Regions from separate parts of the Zea mays genome. Here region 2 is linked to region 1. Evidence: chromatin contacts called from public Hi-C data. All regions are on one chromosome and are shown on one strand. Each heading gives the region's core, a stretch centred on a gene start, on an enhancer-like site or on the middle of the called end of the contact. The rest is flanking DNA. Distances are from core to core; before and after follow the strand shown. Region 1 holds the start of LOC103640641 (Auxin-responsive protein SAUR71). Region 2 holds the start of LOC100191255.

Evidence for each region. Hi-C and Micro-C count contacts between places; a contact is called where the count stands out from the background.
Region 2: a contact with region 1 is called in a Hi-C map of ear, with 5 times the contacts expected there. The contact joins the promoter of LOC100191255 here to the promoter of LOC103640641 in region 1. A contact is called at or near these places in 11 of 25 Hi-C or Micro-C datasets (ear, endosperm, leaf and 3 more) and 1 of 3 datasets of contacts at active chromatin or transcription factors (leaf).

Annotation. Positions count from the first base shown.
Region 1 is chr1:181,706,189-181,713,536 of Zm-B73-REFERENCE-NAM-5.0, forward strand. LOC103640641 (Auxin-responsive protein SAUR71) reads right to left here and starts at 3,678. Exons shown (of 1, transcript XM_008664107.4): 1 at 2,977-3,678. The coding sequence starts at 3,553. The coding sequence ends at 3,218.
Region 2 is chr1:181,849,412-181,856,759 of Zm-B73-REFERENCE-NAM-5.0, forward strand. It overlaps LOC100191255, which reads left to right and starts at 4,301. Exons shown (of 8, transcript NM_001401257.1): 1 at 4,301-4,605; 2 at 4,798-4,881; 3 at 6,177-6,246; 4 at 7,230-7,322. The coding sequence starts at 6,196. LOC103645086 reads left to right here and starts at 811. Exons shown (of 1, transcript XM_008668210.3): 1 at 811-3,141. The coding sequence starts at 2,003. The coding sequence ends at 2,989.

The sequences.
Region 1 (7,348 bases), core at 2,428-4,927:
TCTAACCTATCAAAATAATTATAAAAAATATAATATATGTTTTAGACTAAGTTATAGCATTAGCTACTAACCAACAAAATTTAAACTAAAAACTTATTTTGTAAATAAATAAAATAAATAAATTTTGTTAAGTGATAGATAGAACCAACTCAAATAGGTAGAGGGCTAAAATGAACTAAAAATAATTTTGAGGGTTTTATGGACATCGTCCATAGCTGAGGGGAGTAATTTGGATTTTTTTCTTTTGATATCGATGTAACATAATTGTCGGTGTTTCAAACCAGATCCAACAAGTAAATTTGTTTGTGCGCGTTTCAGGGCACAAAATTTATACTGGTTCGGACAGAACGTCTTTACATCCACCCTTTGATGGCTCATGCTACCGACACCTTGTTGCTCAATTCTCGTAGTAGAGGTTACAAGTAGATGAAAGAGGGAGGAGCTCCCAAGTCTCTTATGTGTTGCTAACCCTAAGGACTGCGGGTTTGATGCTCTCTACTAAGCCTTAGGCGTCGTGGTGGTTCACTCCTTGTCTTTGGCCTTTGTGGCCCATCGAGTTTTCTGGTGTGGTTGTTCGCCTATCTGCATGTGACTTCTGTGTGTCGGCCGACCTCCTCTTTTTATAGGCCGGGGTGGGGTCGGCTATCGGTAGCTCCTTAATTAAGGAAGGAGCTACGGACGCTATGGTTAATGGGACATTCTATTTTGATAAAATCATGTTTGTCTGCATGTGCCTCGGTCATGTAAGCTTTTCTGATCGAACTCTTTATGGTTGGCAGTGTGACGGCGAAGAGCTCCGACATTATTATTATCGTTTTTGTGCCACACCGACCTCTGGCCATGGGTGTAGCATGGGTGTCGGCGCGATCCGGCGGTTTGACGTGGGAGGAAGCCATGCATGCATATTGTAGTTAATATTAACAAACACAGGGGCCGATATTGGGCCTGGGCCACCTAGGCCGTGGCCCGGGTCGTAGCCCAAAAATTTTTTATATATATAGTACATATTTTGACTAAAAAAACCCTAACATTGTTTCTGCGTTCTCTATTTTCCTGCGTTACTGCGTCCGCGGCCGCCAGCGGACGACCGAGCGCCAGCGCGAGCAGCAGGCCACCCGCCAGCGCCCCTAGCCCCTAGCCCCCTAAGCAGCACGAGCACTCCAGCAGTACACAGCACCAGCACGGCAGCAGTGCAGCACGCACCTGCACTGCACGGCTGTGAGCTGTTGCCTCCGGCTGTACGGCAGCCAGCCGGCCAGCACCGCAGCACGCCAGCCAGGCCGCTAGGCGGTAGCCCCTGGTGCCTTCTAGTTCCAGTTCCATCAGGCATCAGCAGTCTGTAACTCTGTATTGTAAGCGCTCTTCTCATTTTTTTAGTTTTTTTACTAGTGAACAGTGAGCTAAATACTAAATTGTTAAATGTTTGTGTGACTGATGGTAGACCATAGATTGACATCAAAATCAAAGAATGAAGAGGACAAAAACATTGAGATCGTTTTATTGTCCGGCTCCTACACCTTTGATACGAACTGATTCATCAACACCAAACCAACCTTCCCTAGAAGAACCTGTTTTAGAGCCAGAAACATTAGTTATTGAGGAGGGACAAGCATCATTAGTGAAGTACTAGAGATTGTGGCTGATGATGGCTGTAGTGGGGTTCACATCATAAAACTTTATGTCGTATTGTTCTCATGTGGGATGCTATTTTAGAGGTACTAGAGATTGTGGCTGATGATGGCTCTAGTGGGGATAAGAAATATATGGCTTCTGGTTTGTTGAAACAAATGGAGAGCTTTAAATTTGTGCTTATTTTGCATATCATGATGAGGTTATTAGGCAAGACTAATGATTTGTCACAATGTTTGCAAAGAAAAGATCAGAATATTGTCCTTGCTGTTGGATTGATTGGAGCCACATTGCGGAATATTAGTGAAGTACGTGATAATGGATGGGAGGAATTGTTTGATGAGGTAAAAACCTTTTGTACCCAACATAACATTATTGTACCAAAGATGGATGATACAATTACTGTTCGAGGTCGCTCAAGGGGACGTGGAGGTCAGTTAGTGACTTACTTTCATCATTTCAAAAACGAGATCTTTATTGTTGTGTATGATCAAGTTATTGTGGAATTAAACAATCGTTTCACTGAAAGATCTACTCAATTATTGAGATGAATTTCTTGTCTAGATCCAAGAAATTCATTTGCCAGCTATGACAAAGCTCAGCTAATAGAATTGGCTAAGATTTATTCTGCAGACTTCTCTCAATATGACCTCTTGATCCTTAGAGACCAACTCGATATATTTATTGTTGATGTGAGGGGTAATTCTGATTTTGCAAATTGTGAAGACCTTGGTAATCTGGCTATTAAGATGGTGCAAACTGAGAGACACCTAGTTTTTGCATTGGTTTATCGTCTCATTGAATTAGCCTTAATTTTGCCTGTTGCAACTGCCACGGTTGAAAGAGCCTTCTCAGCTATGAAAATCATCAAGACAGAATTGAGAAATAAGATGGGAAATGATTGGTTGAATCATAGAATGGTATGCTATATAGAAAGAGATATCTTTGCAAGTATTCAAAGTGATGATATTTTATACCATTTTCAAGAATTGAAGAGTCGAATGAAAAAGCTACCTCCACAAAGTTCAAGTGGTATATTTTTGTACTCACTTATACATTTTTGCATTCATTAGTTATATTGTCATGTTGTATCTCTCATTTTATATAAATATTTAACTTGCAATGTGTAGATTCAAATTCACGTGCTAAGGTTGATGAAGTTATTAGAGGCGCCGAAGAACCAAATCGTCTCTAATTAGGTACTTTTATATTTTTAATCAAGTTTATTTCATTTTTAGATGTTGAATTGAAGTAAATACTATTTTAGTATATGTTTATGCTATATTTTGTTTTAGCGGTATGTTTAGCCGTACAATATATTATAGATTATTTAAAGTAACCTACAAGTTTTATAGAGTGGCCCGGGGCATTAATTTTATAGAGCTCCGTCACTGAACAAACATGAAAGTAACAAAAAGGAGCATAACAACAACAACAACAAAAACATAATTAAGGTTCCACAAAGGCGTAGCCCTCAAAATTCGGGCCCAAACGCCCACGAGCCCAGCCCAACAAATGCATATAGGCGGCCCGCGCCGAGAACGAGCAGCGGTAGCCAGAGCGAGCTTCCTCTTCCGGCCGATCCTACTCAGTCGCCCTCCTCGTCGCCGGCGGCGGCCACGGCCACGGAGGCGAGCGCGCGTCGGAAGACGGCGACGGGGCACGGGATGCGGAGCGGGCCCTGATGGCGGTACCCGTACTCCTGCGCGGCGCGGCCGAGCAGGTCCGCGAGAGCCGGCGCGCCCAGCAGCTCAGCGCGCACCAGGAACCGCTCCTCCGCGCCGTCCGCGCCGCCGCCCACGTGCACCGGCACGTGCCCCTCCGGCACCCCCGCGTGAGCCTCGCCCTTCCTCGTCTCCTGGGAGTGGGACGGCGGCGGCGAGCAGTCGCCGACGCGGGAGAGCCGCCGGATCAGCTGCCTCATGGTGTGGTGGGGTGTGTGTGGGTGTGGGCACTGCCGGGACGACTAACGAGGGAGCCATTTTATAGCCCGCGGGAGGGCTCGGCTACTGGACCCACCGATCAGTGGGGTTGTCGGGTCGCGGTGGGTGGAGTGGTACAAGTGGGTGTACGGCGTCAGGTACGACACCATTTCAGTTTCCTTTCTTTCGTTTCGTTTCGTTTTCAGTATTTGGATGAATGGTTTCTTTCTGTTTAAAAACAGGGAGAGAATATTCGCAAATCTCGTTGGGGTCTTTAGGGTGAGCAGTGCAGCGCAGTGCCAGTGGTGTATGTACCTGTGTTGTACCTTTCCGTACAGTGCCGCAAAATTGTTCGATTGAAAGGTTATCCGGGGCAAAAAGTCCGAGGTTTGAATCCCTTCATTTTAGAGAAATTAGAATTTACTTAATAAAATAACTTATTTAGTTTGGAATTTAACATTCCACCATTTTCTAAAGTTCAGATATAAGTTTATCTCAAATTTATAGGGTGGAGGATGGTAAATGATTTCATGCATTAGTAAAATTTATTTCTACTCTGTAATTTACATGACACTCTTTGTCTAACTACTCTATAATAAAAATGTAACAAATAAATATCTCCAACATCTTGCTAATAATAGTATATAAATATATTTTGCATAAAACCGAATTAGCTTAATTGATATATGCCAAAATTATTATTATTATAATAGAATTCAATTCCAATGATCCAAACTGGGCGTTAGCCGAATTGGTTAGATGGTATAAGTAGTACTTTTTAGGTCTTAAATTCGAATATCAATAGAAGTGGATTTCAGACTAAGGTTAAGTCGCTCGCTGATTCTCCTATTTGTGCCCACATGAGATGAAGTGGCCTATGAAGATGACCCTCGTGCTGATTCATCTGATTAATTATGTGCATATGAGATAGACTGACATATAGGGGTGGATCCTCGTGTAGAGGTTAGGAGGGCTTAAAACACGAGTAAATATTTGATTTATAGGTGGCAATGCCCTTATGTTGCACTAGGGTAGCTTTTGTGATCTTGGGATCTTCCTCGGACGAGGTTTCGATCGAGATTTTTCTTAATATAATATCACGTGGGCGATCTTTTTGCATACCGGTCTAGTTTTTTCTTTTTGAAAGGGTACCTGGAAGCAATAATTCCTTCCTTCTTGGTCGTCATCTTCTTCAAGCAATACATTTTCTTTGTTGCATCTGTCTCGATGGACTTTGATTCGACTCATTAACAATTCGTCAACTCGACGTGGTGATCTCTATTAAGTTGCATGTACCAATCAATTCAAATCAAAAGATTAAGCTGATGGGAGAAGTTGGACAATTCACTTATATTATATTCTAATACTCTCTTCATGTCGAGCCTCTTTTGAGTCTCTGACATAAAATATAGGAGCGAACAACAATTATTTTATTTAATTGTGCTAATGATGATTCAAACTCGAGACTTCTGTTTCTGATACCATATTAAGTTGTATCTTGTATGTACCAAGCATTCCAACTTAAAAGATTAAGCTGATGGGAGCACGCGAACAATTTACTTATATTATATTCTAATAATCTCATCAGCTCTCCTTGTGCTTTCTGCATTCCAAGCGCTCTTTACTAGCTCCCTAGCTAGCTAGCTAGCTTGTGGCCTTTGTTTTGCCGAGCTTGTCAAACTCCTTGTCCCACGCACCAGGCAACCAAAATTTCTAGTCTAATAATCTCATTTCTCCTGGATTGACTTTGTTTCATGCTGACCATCGTCATAGCAATATACTCTCTCTATCCTAAAACAGTACTCTATTAGTTCCTTTTTATTTGTCGTCGATTATTTCAAAAATGCACTAGCTATCGATAAATATTCGAGAATTGGAGGTAGTAGTCGTTGTAGCTCTTGGTTTTTATGTCTATATTCAAATGGGCAATGATAAATCTAGACACATATCTCTACTACTATGAAGAAGGTAAGGGATAGACTGCCTTCTCGGTTCTGACTCCTCTTCGTTCTGCCCACCCCGCCACTCTGATAGGTGGTCCCTGTATCAGCGTCCCATTCTCCTCCTCCCCCTCCACGAGACCGCGATGCTCGCTCCCTAGCAATCACTCCCCTTCTCGTCTCTTAACCACCTTCGAAGCGCTCTCGCTTGCCTCACTCTCCGCTGCATCCACGTCCCACATGCCGCCACTTCCCACCCTCGACTCACCGAGATCTCGTTCACCGCTCCTCGTCGCTTCCCAGACGTAGACACTCCCCTCCACTCCTCTCCTGTCCACTCGTCGTCGGTCCCCTCTCCGTCGACCGGCGTCCACCACTGCCAGTGTGAGCTCGGCTTGGCCCCATCGGCGTCTCAGTCTCTCCAAGGCCACAACTGAGCCATCTCTTCTCCTCCCTCCTCCGTGCTTTGAATGTGAGGAGGCTAGGGCGATTTGCAGGATCCATCCAGAACGGACAGACACTTCTCTGAAGTCGTCCTCAGTGGCCAAATCCCTCCTCCCCACACCCATCTTCGTCTCACCCCGCCACGCCCACCGCACTAGATTCCCTATCCTCAAGCCCCACCATGCCTCGCTGGTGGCCAGCACCGGCGGAGACGTCATGCCCGTGCCGGACGTCGACACTGGCTTGCCTCTCATCGAGGTGCCCTTCGGCGAGTACGGTTTCAGCAAGCGCAACGTCTAGGAGGGTGGTGTCGGCATCTTCATGGTCTATGGGGCCGCCCTCGCGATCCGCCCCCTGCCCCCCTTGCGTTCCCTCTCAACCACCCCGCTCGTGATCTGCCTGCAACCTTCGCCCCCTTCTCCACGAGGCTACAACTAAGCCATCTCTTCTCCTTCCTTCTCTGTGCTTTTGAATGTGAGGAGGCTAGGGCAATTTGCAAGTGCTCTGTTGTAACGCCCTGAATTTGGGGGTAGAATTTTTTCTTCTTTTCTCTCACCAAATTCAGGCGTTACTCTTTCCTTTTTCCCTTTTCTTCTCGCCAAGCCTTGATATTTTCAAAAGTTATAGCGAGAATTAGCTCGACATCTTGTGCAACCAAAACCTAGAACTATTTTTGTTTGTTGCATCATGCCGGATTATGCACTCTTTTATTTGTGGTTGAGTGAAGTGGAGAATTAGGCATATAAGAAATTGTGGAAATTAGAAAAAGAAAAAGCCTTTTCTATTTCTCTCCCCCCTTTCTCTCTTTTGGCCCAGCCGCCCCTTCCCCTTCGCGCCGGCCCAGTTGGCGGCCCAGCCGCCCCCCTTCCCCCTCCCCTAGTGGGCCCCGCGGCGGCCCAGCCGCCCCCCCCGCCGTGGGCCGTTCCGGCTGGCCCACCCCGCGCCCACCCCCCTTTGGGCCCAGTCGGCCCAACCGCCCCTTCCCCCCTTTTTTCTTTTTCCAAAATTCCCTCCCCGTGGGCCACGCCCGTCATCCCCTCCCCCTCCCCCAACTCTCCCTAACCCTAGCCGCCACCGCCGCCCCTTCCCCCGGCGCCGCCGCCGCCGCGCCGCCCCCTCCGGTGATCCCCCCTCTCCTCCCCCCTCCCCCGCCCGCCGGCGCCGCTCCCCGGCGCGGCGTTCCCCGCCCGGCCCCGGCGCACCGCCCTTCGGCCGCCCGCGCCCTGGCCGCCCACGCCCCGCCGTGCCCGGCCGAGCCCGCCCGCGCCCGCCTCGCCCCTCCCCGCGCCGGCCCCGCCTCGGCTGCTCCGGCGAGCCCCCGCGCCCCGGCCACGCCCGGTCGCGCCTCGGCCTCGCCCCGGCCTCGCCGCCTCGAGCTCGCCCGCCCATGGCGTCCGCCCTCCCCGCGCCGCC
Region 2 (7,348 bases), core at 3,051-5,550, 140 kb after region 1:
AAAGAAATTAAACACTTGTTGGTAAGGTCTCTTTGTCTACTTTCTAGTGGATCAAGAATCAACGAGAGATCGAACACTAAGCGTCCAGAAACTGCCGAGTGAACTCTTGCTCTACCCAAGCCAATTTCGTAAATGCAGCATGCACCAAATTAAATAGATCATATCTTTAAACTTCCAAGGTTGTTTATTGCAAATAAACACTTGTTGGAAAGGTCTCTTCGTATACTTTCTAGTGGATCAAGAATGAATGACAAATCAGACTCGAGGCATCCACGAATGGCCGAGAGACTTCGTAACTCCACCAGCCGGGGGGATTTCGTAACTGCAGCAAGCACAATACTAAATGGAGCATAACTTTCAACTCCCAAGGTTGTTTAGAGCAAATAACTATTTGTCGGAAAGCTCTCCTCGTCTACTTTCTGGTGCATCAAGAACCAATGACAGAAACCAAACGAGGCGTCCAAAAACTACCGAGAGAATTTCGTTCTCCACTAGAACTCCTTTCTATTTCTCTATTTAAGCAACTAGCAGCCACCAAAGAACTTGGATTTTTGTTTGATATAAGTTTAGCCTTTACTACTTCCTTGTAAACGCGTGTGTCGGCTAGACCACTCGGATACTTCAAACAGAACCCCAACTCTATCAGATCCGTGAGCGTCTGCTTTTTATCTTGTTCTTGCTTGTTCTCGATTGCTTGCAGGTTCAAGGCTGTTTTTGGCATGGCAAGAGCAACAACAACAGGAGCCGGTGTAACTATCGCTAAGGCGCAACACTCTTGTGGTTGTTGTAGTCGGATAGCACAACGTCGACCTCCAACCAAATTTCCACCTCCATCATCTGTCATCGAAAGATCGGGCTCCCTTCTACCCGTTGGGTTTATCACCCTCGACGCCTCCAGTGAGAGATCCTCCACCTTCTTCTCGATCTCTGTCTTCATCATTTCCAGAGCAATGAGTCACTCCTCGCCGCGAAGGGCAGCAGCATCCACCTGTTGATGGATGGTGTTGCAACGATTCGTGAAGTGATGGTAGATCTCGTCGCAGCGCTCCTCGAATCGCTTTGCAACGCCATCACAGCGCCCAGAGATCTTCTCGGGAAGCCTGGCTTCCATCAACTGCATTTCTTCAAGCATCCTGTACACGGTGGTGTTGGCGGGTTCCATAGTGGTGGATCACGGATGCCGCGGCACGATGCTAAACGGATCCAGGTCAACAAGGTCTGATACCAGATTGTTAGCGATGACATCGGATAGGAGCGATCAGCGGCTGAGGCGGCTGAGATAGAAGAAGACATGAGAAAGAAGAAAGAAGTGAATATGCGAGAGATAGAAATTATATTATGTTACGCGATAGGTTTTTTATAATATCTGGTCTAATACTTGTAACATCAGTCTCACCACCAAATACGGCGCACCTAGACAGCCGAATTACTCACTCCGACCTACTTAGACGGACGTTCCCGTGTTTTGCTCAGCGACGATTGTCTTCGCTCCCAGCCTAGCGTCGTGGGGCTGACACACGGGCCGCTGCGGCGAGCGGGATTGAGCGCGGTGGCGTGGAGGCGAGAAATCACTGCGAAAGGAAGGAGCGCGCATTCGGCGGCGTGTGGGCGAGTTTGGGCGAGGAAGGAGGAGCGGACATGCTGTAGTTTGGGCGTGTAGCAGTGCGTGCGAGCCGGGATTGGACGCGTTGGCGTGAAGGCGAGAAATCATGACGAGGAAGAAAGGAGCGCGCATTCGGCAGCGCATTCGCGCGCAGAGCGCAGGCCTTGGCCGGCGACGGCCGGCCACACCTCTCGATCAGTTTCCTTGGTTTCTTCACCCGAGCTGGCTCTGCTTCTCACAAACTCCAAGCAGAATCAACCACCTTTAAAACAAGGCGAATACCCCAATGCAAACAGCAAACCGAGTTCCTTCTTCGCTTCCGCCAGCAACGCGGACGAGCAAAGCCTGGCCGCGTGACGCCACGTCTCCGATGATCGCCGGCGTCGGCAGCCGCTGGCGATGCCAACGATCTCGCTGAAGCGCCCATCCGGCGGCGGCGCAGGCCGCCTGCGCCGCCTCCTCGCGTCGCTGCGCCCGCCGGGGCCTCTCTCGGTCCAGACCGGCTTCCCGACCTCCCTCGCGGACATCGTCGTCAAGAACCACGGCCGCATCAGGAACACCAGGAAGAGGCGCCGCGCTGCTGCCGCTGCCGCGGAGCCCCAGCAAATGCGCGAGCTTTCGGTGGCTCGCGACGCGGCGGCACCGGCGCCGGTGCGCCCAGGCATAGGCGCGGTCTTCAGCGTCCGGCCGGGGCTCCTCGCGGTCTGCGGCGCCGCCGTGGCGCTGGCGCTGGTGGTGATCTGCTGGAGCAAGCAGATGGTGGCCGCGGCCACGCTGGCATCGGTGGCGCTGTCCTGGATTGAGTCCGTCCGAAGCAATCGATGGCGGCCGGAGACGAATGCTGAGGTGCATTTGCGCGGGCGCGTCTCGCCGATCCGGGAGGTGGCGGACTCGCCGAAGTCGCGCCGCGCCGGGTGCGAGTCCGAGCCCGACAACGTAGGCAACGACGCCGCCTCGCTCTGGTCCGCGGACACAAGCAAGCCGTCGGCGAATAACAATCCGAAGCTGAAACAGAGCAGGAGGTCGCTGCGGAAGCTACTCGCCAACAAGTTGCGGAGCGGCAAGACGCTCCGCAGCACGAATTCCCGGCATGGCGGCGACGCATGCAAGCACGAGCACCCGGAGACGCCGGGGAGACTCAACGCGGACGCCGCCGCAGTTGCCGCTACCGCCGAGCCCACGCCGCCGCCGCCGCGACGCGGACGCGCATTGCCGCTACCCCTGTTGGTGCCGATCATCCTTGCCGGCCTCGTCGCAGGGAAGATCCCGGCGCTGGCGCTGGCCGTGCTCTGCGTGGCGTTCTCCAGCTCAGTCGGGAGATTTCCGGTTCCGATCAGTGGTAGTGCTCCGATTGCGTTGCGAGGTAGCGGCAAGGCAGGGCAGTAGGTAGCAGAGAGCTCGGTTCCGTCTAGAACTACATGTGGTCGGACTGATTGTTTTTCTTCACTTCTTTTCGGCTACATAATTATATATTCATAATTACATATTCTGTTCGTTGACCAAAATTAAAAGAGACAGGAACAAACTTACACATGTTACATATTTTTATGTGAATTCATTCCTTCTCGAATCCGAATAAAACTTTGTTACGTTATTCTAACCCATATGATTAGATAAGATTAAAAAAAATTATGAAACATTATGACATTCGGGATTGAAACCCACTCAATCCACATGAGAGAATGCTCTCAATCCATATAGATTATGTAGGATTGGGTAAGTTTAAATCCTAAATAAGTCAAAATCTCATGTTTTTTTAATTTCATCAAATCTATATGTAATAGAAATAACCGAAAAAGTTCTAAGAGACCTAAGAGCAGCTCCAATAGTTATGTAAATTTTAGTTCTCTAAATCATAGATTTAAGAAGTTGCTAAATAGCTTTTGAAGTAAAAAAATGTAAGATCTCCAATAGTTCTCTAAATATAGGTTGTAATTTTGTTTTGTATTTATCCACATAAAAAATAAGTCACAAAAACTATATAATGCAGTCAACATTTTTGTTTAGGGAGTTGTTAAATGGTTGCTAAATGTAGAGAGAAAATGAGGTTAGATGACAAGTTGTTAAATTTAGAAAGTTCATTTAGAGAACTGTTGGAGAATAGTTTTCATGTTAACTACCTAAATTATTGATTTAGAAAGTCTTTTAGAGAACTATTGAAGTTGCTCTAAGAGATGAAATGAGTGATATAATAGAAGTGGTTTCGGCTAGTCTATTGGTGCACAATTTGTTTGTTTGAGTTTCTACTCACTTTTTGACCACTCGCTTTTAAACTTCTAGTTAGCTAGTTATTTGTACATTGTTACTATTTCTATATCATTGTAGTTTATTTAAATATAATTAATTTTCTTATATCTTGTGAACGTTTGTCTCGACGACGATAGCTTCGAGCCCAGCGAACTTTTAGGGATGTAAATAGTACAGATAATATTTATTTGTATTGGAATTCAATATTTATTTGTATTGGAATTCAATCGTCTAAAAGAGTTGAGATTCGATCTGTATTTAAGTCTATTTATTAATTATCCATCCGTACCTACATACTTAAAAATAAATATTAATATATCAATATTCATTTAAATTTTATCCAACACAACTTAATAATAGCCAATTAGTCCTATCCGATCCAAATAAAAAATTATTATTCAATTTGATTACACCCTACATTATTTTTTCCGCCCTTCTCTTATAGGGAAGTGACAAAAGGGCCGGCCCAATGACACGTTTCGTTGCAGTGAGCAACAGGGAGGAAATCTATACAAAGCAGTGGAACTGCGAACTCGTCGCCGTCGTGTTCACAAAGCCGGCGCCTTTTGCTCCCCGATCTCAGTTCCCGCCCATCTCTAAGCTCCCAAGGCGACGCTGCGGCGGCGGGGCAAGCGGGAGGACAAGAAGCGGACTTGTCTCCCTGCCCCCACCCCCTCCCTCGCTTCGCGCGTACCCCCTTCAGTTCAGCCGGGCGGTACCGTCGACGGCGCCGGCATTGTACTTCTGCTGCGCAGGTGGGTTATTCACCGTCCTTGAGATATCTCTTCTTCCTCAATTTCTTCACCTGGTGGCTCCTCACTGTGTATCCGTGCTCCGAGATCCGTCCTGGCCGCTGAATCGGCATTGGCGGCCGGTGACTGTAATCTGTGTGCACTTAGACCTCGCAGTGGGTGAAGTTATGTCTGAGACTAAAATCGTCTGTGCAGTGCTGGCCCTTACAACCCAAGATCTTGCACCTTGGAACTGGGCCGTCGTCAGCTTCGTTTGGTTCAGAACGCTTCGAGAAAAGAGTCTGGGCTGTGTTTGTGCTGTTGATCTGTTATTATCTCTCAATTCTCATGTTCTTCAACTAGATGCTTGAGTGATTTTAGTTTTGTTCTTGGCATCTGTGCCTTCATTCATTCTTCATAAGCCAGCCATTTAGAGCATCTCCAACAATGTCTCAAACTAGTGTCTTAAATTGAAATATATGACTCTAAACAGGAAAAACTACCCCAAAAGTGTCTCATTTTGTAAAATTTTGTCAAAAATATATAGAACACTCTCTCAAGTGCCTCAATTATACTACACCCTAGTGGGCTGCCTTATAATCTAGAATTAAGATTTTACTAGTTGGAGCAGAATATTTTGTTGGTGTCCTAAATCATATAAAATATACTAATTTTTAAATTGTAGGGCATTTTTATAGAATATGCTGTTGGAGATGCTCTTAGATGCTGGATTTATCCTTTTTTTTTCTCTGTGGCTCGCTGCCTTTCTCAACAATTAATTCATTTGGGCATCACTGACGTCTGCCTCAAATCAAATGCCCATCCTACCTGTTTGAGCAGCTGATACTGTGATACAGGGATCACTTGTTGTGTCCCATTTTTAGTCTAAAGTGGTCACCCTGTCGGTGGCTTGTTAAGCCTCAGGCAGCACACAGTGTTTTCTTGGATTCCGGTGGGATGCCCTACAGGCGGCTCTTAGCTGTGGTCATGTTTGTTTGTTTTTTTATGAGGAAAGCATGGTTAGATGCTTTATCAACTTGATCAGAGAACAGAGTCAAATTGCGAGAATACATGATTAAAGGAAGCATGTGCCATGTGCTCTTGTCTGTGAAGTTATTGTTTGGATTTGCTCTAGATATTTTGTGGACTTTGGACGGGCCAGATTGTGATCTGTTTTGGTGCTCTGGCACACCTTGAGATATAGGCCTAAATGGCACCACGTAACATGGTTCTGGCCTTTTGGGGCCCAAGATCCTGATAGAATAGTAATGCCAGTTGCCAGGGGTTATGACCACTTGCTGTTTGTTTAACAAGCAGTAGGCCGAGAACCTTACTAAACTAGTTAAGTATTGGGCACACTATGAGCTTTCTGGGTCCAAATCATGACATTAGATGTGGAATTATGGTGGTCTGAAAACACTTGAGGGTCAAGCCATATTTGGACATAGTGTCCACTACTCACTAGTTTTTAGACATAGTTTCATTTGCCAGGTTCTTGGGTAATTGGGTTCAAACATATTTCCTGTAGCGTTTTGGTCCGAATTTCTTGAATTTTGAATTTAAAACTCTTATGCTTTAAATTTTGATTATTACAGCTATCACTGCTCTGAGAAAATGGTTGCATCAGCCTTTACTGTTGATTTGGACAAGCCTCTAGTATTCCAGGTACCATATCTCTTCCTTTCTTTATGTTTGATTTAGTTAGAAATTTGATCGTTTCTCTGTCTTGTAGTGTAACATCACTGAAGAGTATACTTTTTTTTTGCAATCATTTCTTTATACATGTGCACATCCCACACGTGCACACATTTTTTATGTCCCAAACACAAACATGCTTTGTTACCTATGTTTTCTGGTCGCTCGACCAGCTAGTCGAACTGGGGGACCGACCAGCGACTAATCTCGATTAGTCGTCGACTAGGTCCGACTAATCGAGCTCTGGTCGACCTGGTCGTTTACTGGTCGTCCTGTTCATCCAGAAGACCAGGACCTATGTATATACTATATACTATTATACTATATAGTAAATAATTATATAACTATATAGTATATATGAACTTCATATACTATATTATGAAGGATAGGGTAAACATGACATGAATTCAACAATACTGAAAAGTGAAAACAACAGAGAAACACTTACTAGTTATTAATACTACAAGTCCCACATACCATTACCACACAACACACATTAATACTACAAGTCCAAAAAAAATCTAGGTCCTAAACCTAGTCGCCCAGAACCGGCTAATCGAGCGACTAATCGGCCCTAATCGTCGACTAGTCGGACGACCAGGTACTCTAGTCGAGTCGGCTGCCTAATCGAGCTCTGCTAACCGACTAGCCCGACTAATCGCGACTAATCGCGATTAGTCGGACGACTTGAAAACACAGTTTGTTACACAGATGGTTTCCAATGAAATAGATAATATCTAGTTAGCTGCCAACAGTACATATGGCCAAAAGTTCGTTTGTTAAAACAATTACTGGTTATTGATTTGTGGTGTCTATTTCTGTTTCTCACGTAGATATAGAAAACACCTACTGGATTTTGCCATCATTTACATGTGTGAATGGGGAATCAGTTTATTTTCATGAGGTCACTTACTGAATTTTATGGACTCCTTATGAAACACAAACTTTTTTAGGTTGGCCATCTAGAGGAGCAGTATCAGGAGTGGGTTCACCAGCCGATTGTTTGCAAGGAAGGGCCACGATTTTTTGAAAATGATATATTGGAGGTGAATATATTTCGGTTGTTGCATTG